Regions from separate parts of the Mus musculus genome. Here region 2 is linked to region 1. A link is a contact called in public Hi-C data. All regions are on one chromosome and are shown on one strand. Each heading gives the region's core, a stretch centred on a gene start, on an enhancer-like site or on the middle of the called end of the contact. The rest is flanking DNA. Distances are from core to core; before and after follow the strand shown. Region 1 overlaps Rptor (regulatory associated protein of MTOR, complex 1). Region 2 overlaps Rptor (regulatory associated protein of MTOR, complex 1).

Region 1 (3,170 bases), core at 320-2,819:
CAGGACACTGAAAGTGAACACAGACTGAGGGCCGTAGCACATTCACACGCCTGCAAGGATAGTCCACCATGATAAAGAACAGGTAGGAATTAAATGCACACCTACCACACGCCCAGCCAGCCCCCCACCCCCCAGGTATACCCAGGTGAAACAAACCCCATTTCTCCATGTGACTGGCTGTAGTGAAACAAGCAGTGCTTCACAGCAGGTGAAGCAAATCAACAAAGAATAGGATGTGACTTGCAGTAAAAGAACAAAGCATCAATGCGCCAAGCCAAGCCTGGGTGAAGCTGAAAGGCTACGTTGATCAAACCCGCACACACAAGAGCTCTACGTCCATGAAATTCTGAAAAAGCAACTCTAGTATATGGAAAGGCAGATCCAAAATGGCCTGGGCTTGGGGGTCTGGAGGGTTAGTGGGGTGGGTGAAGTAAGAACACTGCAGCCCTGCCCTGTGGGGGTGGGGAGCGGTGGTTCCAGGAGACCATATACCCGCTGAACCTTATCAAATCAGTTAACTTGAGGTTTACTGTCTCCTGATAATGCTGCTCTAACACCATGAAAACAAAAACAGGGCAACCATGGCATTTCAAACAGGAGACCTGTTTTCACCCCAGATCCGCAGGAAAGGCTAAAAAAAAAAAAAAAGAGCTCAGATGGGAGCTCTGAGGTTCAGGAAAGAACGAGGGTCATCAGAAGGTATGAGTGTGTGGTTAATGTTAATGAATGCTAGCTCTGGAGGGTAACAGCACCACATACAGACAATAGTGATGTGTAGTGTATATATAGTGTATATATAGTGTATGTAACAGGTCCAGGCAAGAGTTGAGAAGGGACTAGTTTTCCCAGCAAGGTGACTGCAGTGACAGGAAACAGCTATGCTCCGGAGCTAACTCTTATTAAATAGAAGCTGTCACCAGGAAGGCTGGCCAAGGGTTCTGGGTGAGGCACACACTCTGCTTCACTGTGTCCTACTGTGCTCTGCCAGGCAGCTGTATTCGTTGAGGAGGCACTGCATTCTGCCTCTCACAACACACTTGGTTCCTTAGGACCAAACCCCTGAGCTGGGTAGAAATGAAGCCTGTGCCATTGAGAGAGGCTGATATGCACCATGCTGGGGCCTGCAGACCTTTGTTTTGATGCCACTGTGAAGGAAATGGAAGCAATTCCTGCTGTGTGCAGGTCCCCCCACCCCCACCCCCCATCCTTTTTCCAGTCCTCAGCTGTGACATCACTCAGTGCCGAGTCTCTGCAGTGTGCATGAGAACAAAACATGGATGGCACTCCTTGCAGGAGTGGTGTGTCAAGCACTGGGGAGACTGGCACCTTTCACCTGTCCTCTGCCTTTACAGGACTTGTGTAAGGTTGCCTGGGCAGGAATGACCCACTTGGAGGTGAGGTGAAGACACAGGAAACTGGGTGGGGAAAGCCTCTAGGTGGCAAGCAGAGATCCGGCCTTCCGTATTTTTGTGTCCCAACACTCCCTCTAGCTCCTGGCTTCTTCTGCACTGCTCAGGCCCTGGGCATCTGTTCCATTTAGTCCACCCTACACTGCTATCAGTGAGTCATCACCAGAGTAAGATGATGGCCTGAGCATGTTGATCAACTGTTGATTTCTTGGAGGGAGGGATTGCTGATCTGTGCATACTTTTTTTTTTTAAACCACAAACAGCTATTACAGTTGAACTGGAAAGAAGCATACTTTAAAAACCAAGCCTTTATTTTTTAATGATTAATATAAAAACTAGTCTACATTGTTTCTCTATCTGGACAGCAAAGTGATTTACAACCATGGTCCCTATGCCTGTGACAGAGAAGGCCTAATACCTTCCTGAGTGAGGGTATCCGAGGGAAAGGCACAGCATGACTCAGATGAGATCTCACTGCAGTGTGCTGCCTGTTCTAGTGACCCACTCAGATGACTCACCCACCCTGCATTTTCATTTCCCTAGCTCTTCAAAGGTAGATGACAATACTTACCTTCACAGGTCCCTTTAGAAAGGAGATATACAGAAAGCCCTTATTTGGACACATCTGCAAATGTTATCTTGAAAGGCTATTAAAAAAACCAAGCAGTTTCAAACCCAGAACCAAGCCCACCTCGGGGCAGTGGGCACCTGGAGGCTGCCCAGCTTGGGGCAGTGGACACCTGGAGGCTGCCCAGCTCGAGGCAGTGGGCACCTGAAGGGTAAGTGGCCCTGAAGCCTTTGAAGCAGCAGGAGGGGCACAACGGCAGCTGGCTGCTCCAGACACAGCCGCTGCTCTTTAGGATGTGTTTACACAATCGATGTTAATCATGAATAATTTTTGTACACTCTGTGCCTCTAGTGATCAGAATACTAACTAACAGCCTCCCGGATCAGGTTCAGCATCCGTGGGATCCCTGGAGCTTTCTGAGAACCCTAATATTTCTAGCACTGTTTAAGCGTTTCATTACTTTGTTTCAGGGCTGAAAAATGTCCCTTAATTTGCAAGCATGGATCTTATTGCCATTCTCTCAAAGGATTCGGAATATAAATATGCGCTGCAGCACCATCAGGCTTATTCATCAGGCAATAGGTGAACACAGATAATTAGAAGCAGTGGAGGGGGCTCAAACAGGTTCACTCTTCCTTCCTTCCAGACACGGCAGCTTAGCTGAAAACATGCCTTAGCTTTAAGGCCACTAAAGTTGGTGGAACACTCTTATGGGCCTTGTGGAATCTGCAGGTAACTGCTAAGGCTACAGTGCAGCCACCCTGGGATCCTGAGGAACAATGTTTGGAGCACAGTAATAAGGCAATGTACTGGCTGGTTTTGTGTATCAAGTTGACACAAGCTGGAGTTATCACAGAGAAAGGAGCCTCCCTTGAGGAAATGCCTCCATGAGATCCAGCTGTAAGGCATTTTCTCAATTAGTGATTAAGGGGGAACGGCCCCTTGTGGATGGTGCCATCCCTGGACTGGTAGCCCTGGGTTCAATAAGAGAGCAGGCCGAGCAAGCCAGGGGAAGCAAGCCAGTAAGCAGCACACATCCATGGCCTCTGTATCATCTCCTGCCTCCAAGTTCCTGCCCTGTGTGAGTTCCTGTCCTGACTTCCTTTAGTGATGATCAGCAATGTTGAAGTATAAGATGAACAAACCCTTTCCTCTCCAACTTGTTTCTTAGTTATAATGTTTTGTGCAGGAAT
Region 2 (3,170 bases), core at 402-2,901, 94 kb before region 1:
ACAGGCAGGATCAGGCTCGGCAGCGACGAGACAGTCACTTACGTGTAAGCTGGGCACAGTGATGGCGGCATGTCCACATGAACCCAGCACTCGGGGATCTGAGGTAGGTTCTAGGCCAGCCTGGGCTACATAGAGAACTGTGTCTCAGAAACACAAGCCAACAATCACACGCCATTACTCTCTGAGTGTGGGTGGTTTGGGTCCTCTAGTCGGTTCCCTGGCTGAAGCCAGCTAACAGGATAAGGTGGGCCTGTCAGGGTGGGGTCCTGAGATTCCCAAACAAGGGAAATGCTTCTGGCCATGCAGAGACAGTGGTGCTGGCTTTGAGAACCGAGCTTGCTCGTGAACATAGGTGTATTGGTGTATTTCCTTCAGTGTTTTACAGAGGCTTCCTAAGGGACACAGCACCAGTCCGAGGACCCCAGACGGGACTGTATTTCTTTCTCAGGGTTTTATTGCCAGGCACCCTTCTTTTTTGTGTCAAAAATGGCACAGAACCACACCCAAACCACAAAACTAGGGGCCAGAGGAGCATGTCCAGTTTGGACATGGGGGAGATGGCCCTGCTTCCCTGTGGGTGGCTATCAGTTTAGAAAACGTCCCACAGCAGCAAATGTGGGCTCAGAAGCACAAGTTTTATCTCATGATAACGCAGAGCTTATTGAAAAGGAATGACAATGACCAGTGAGGTGAGCAACAGCGAGAAGCAGCTTCTGACAGACCCGAGCGTGGAGAGAGAGAGAGAGAGAGAGAGAGAGAGAGAGAGAGAGAGAGAGAGAGAGAGAGAGAGAGAGAGAGAGAGAGAGAGAGAGAGAGAGAGAGAGAGAGAGAAAGAGAGATGCTTTTGTGAGACCCAGCTTTTCTGGAGCACATCAGAAGCAGAGGTCTAAAAGGTGCTTACAGCAGGCAGACGACCCTGGTGCTGCTCTCTGAAGCTCTGCACTGAGCCACTGCTGCACATGTGGGAGACTCCAGCCCAGGCTCCAAAGACAACAAAACAGAGACAATCAAGGCCTGAAGAGACAGTGGGGGAGGCACAGGCATATAGAAACCTGGAGAGTGTCAGACAGTCTGGCACTTGAGCTGTCACTGGACTCTGTCTCACAGAGTGAGGGGTGAGGGTGCGGCTGTGTCTTTACCCAGCATGTAGAGGTGAGTATTCTCTTGCAGAGCTGCTATACTTGTGATAGACAGCACTGGAACCAGGCACACAGATGAACAGGCAGCAGAAAGTACAGAGGAAGACCCACTAAGGGAGGCAGGGATAGTGCACTATTGGTGCACTGTGAGAAGGCGCAGGCATGGCATCACTGGGGGTGACCAGCTCTCGGGATGGAGGGGCTAGATGAGTCTGTACAACAGCTCAGACCCCCCAGCCCCATTTTCTCTTTCCCATTTCTATCTGGTCTGAGAAATAGTGCCTTTTAGTAAGTAAGCATCCAGGCCTGGCTTCTGAGCTCCTAGAGAGATGTGGGCTGTTTTACCACGTCACACGATTAGGATATCACAGGACAATCCTGTACCTCTTGCTTTTTAGAAAGACCAATTACAGCTGAAGCCTCCAGTGGAGGCACAGGCAGCTGAGAGGGAGCTGAAAACTGAGGCCCAGCCCTTTTCTGGTGACAAAGACCTTGAGGCTCTGGAACAAAGGAAAGTAAGACAGTATATGCAGGTCTTGTGTGGAGTCTAGACCTTGGGGCTATGTCTTACTTTTGGTGCCTAGGGAAGGCAAGGAATGTGACTATCAAGATTGAAAAAAGGCTTGGGAAAAGAAAAAATTGGGGAGGACCTCAAGGGAGGGGCCAACACTGGCCATTCCGGCTAAAGGACAGGTGATCTGCTCTTCTCACAGTCTGTCATTACCCCCATCCTTTCTCCAGGTGGCAGCCGGGTGGGCAATGGTCTGAGAGTTCAAGCCTACAGTGTGTACATCTGTGCCCTTTCCATGATCATTAGATATGACTTGAGCACTAACGGAGAAAGTGGTCTCTGTCTACAGTCACGTTGATTTGACTGACATACAGCCAGTTCACCCTCTTTAGGGATGGTTTTGGGATTAGGCAGATGTTTAGTCATAACTGTTAGCAATTTGGATTGAGCAGTCTGGGTGTCGTCCCCTCTCCGTGTCAAGTCTGGCAAGCACCAGCCTGCTTTCTGACCCCGGGCTTTTGCCTGTTCTGAGGAGCTATAAAGAACCTTCCACTCAGCACACTGTGATGATGGCCTTTCTCGCTCTGTGAAAGCAGACTTCCATGTGCAGGCTCTCCGAGTAGATGTTGTATCTCCTCTACCCTTACAGAGCACAGCTTGGCTGTTCAGAGGCTCCTCTTCTTCGCCAGCACTGGCGACTGACAAGTTTCAGATCCATCATTTGAAGCAGGGGTGGTGACCTCTCACGGACCTGACGGATGCTGCTGAACGTCTGTGCACTCACCTGCCAGCTACATTTTTCTTACGAAGCATGTGTGCAAGTCCTCTGTTTATTTAAGACAAGGTCTCACTGTGTAGTCCAGGCTGCCCTGAACCCTGCATTCTTCCTACCTCAGATTATAGTCATGTACCACCAGGTCTGCATATTTTCATTTCGTTAGACAGGGTCTCACCATGTAACTCTGGCTGGCCTGGAACTCGCTCTGTAGTTCAGGCTGGCATGAAACTCATGGAGATCTGACTGCCTCTGCTCTCATGGTGCTGGGATCAAGGGAGTGCACCAGCACACCTGATTAACTTCATTTTCTTAATGAAAAGCAACTCCTCTTCCTCCTCCAAGATTTATTTTATGTATATAAGTACACTATAGCTGTCCTCAAACACACCAGAAGAGGGCATCAGATCCCATTACAGATGGTTGTAAGCCAACATGTAGTTGCTGGGAATTGAACTCAGGATCTTTGGAAGAACAGTCAGTGCTCTTAACTGCTGAGTCATCTCTCCAGCCTCCACTCCCTACCCCACCCCCATTTTTTTTAAACATTTATTTTAGTGTATGAGTGTATGTATGTGTGTGTGTGTGTGTATATATATATATATATATATATATATATATATATATGTGGGTACATGTGCCATGGTGCACATGTGGAAGTCAGAGGACACCTTGAAAGAGTTGGTTCTCTCTTCTCACCACATAGGACTGAACTCAGGTCATCTGGTTTGGTAGCCTTTACTCA

What was found. Hi-C and Micro-C count contacts between places; a contact is called where the count stands out from the background.
Region 2: a Hi-C map of the N1E-115 cell line shows a contact between it and region 1, with 3 times the contacts expected there. The contact joins two enhancer-like sites. A contact is called at or near these places in 11 of 484 Hi-C or Micro-C datasets (the BV-2 cell line, the HL-1 cell line, LSK cells and 8 more) and 2 of 9 other capture datasets (adipose tissue and pancreatic islet).

Annotation. Positions count from the first base shown.
Region 1 is chr11:119,787,825-119,790,994 of GRCm38.p6, reverse strand. All of the region lies in intron 7 of Rptor (regulatory associated protein of MTOR, complex 1), which reads right to left. Among named protein-coding and RNA genes, the nearest start is that of Rptoros, 45 kb to the left of the region's middle. Within about 2 kb of position 1,569, at least 49 of the 459 cell types and tissues checked have an H3K27ac peak or open chromatin away from gene starts, as enhancers often do. A contact at or near this core is called in the N1E-115 cell line, where this site is marked.
Region 2 is chr11:119,881,737-119,884,906 of GRCm38.p6, reverse strand. All of the region lies in intron 24 of Rptor (regulatory associated protein of MTOR, complex 1), which reads right to left. Among named protein-coding and RNA genes, the nearest start is that of Chmp6, 30 kb to the left of the region's middle. Within about 2 kb of position 1,651, at least 13 of the 459 cell types and tissues checked have an H3K27ac peak or open chromatin away from gene starts, as enhancers often do. A contact at or near this core is called in the N1E-115 cell line, where this site is marked.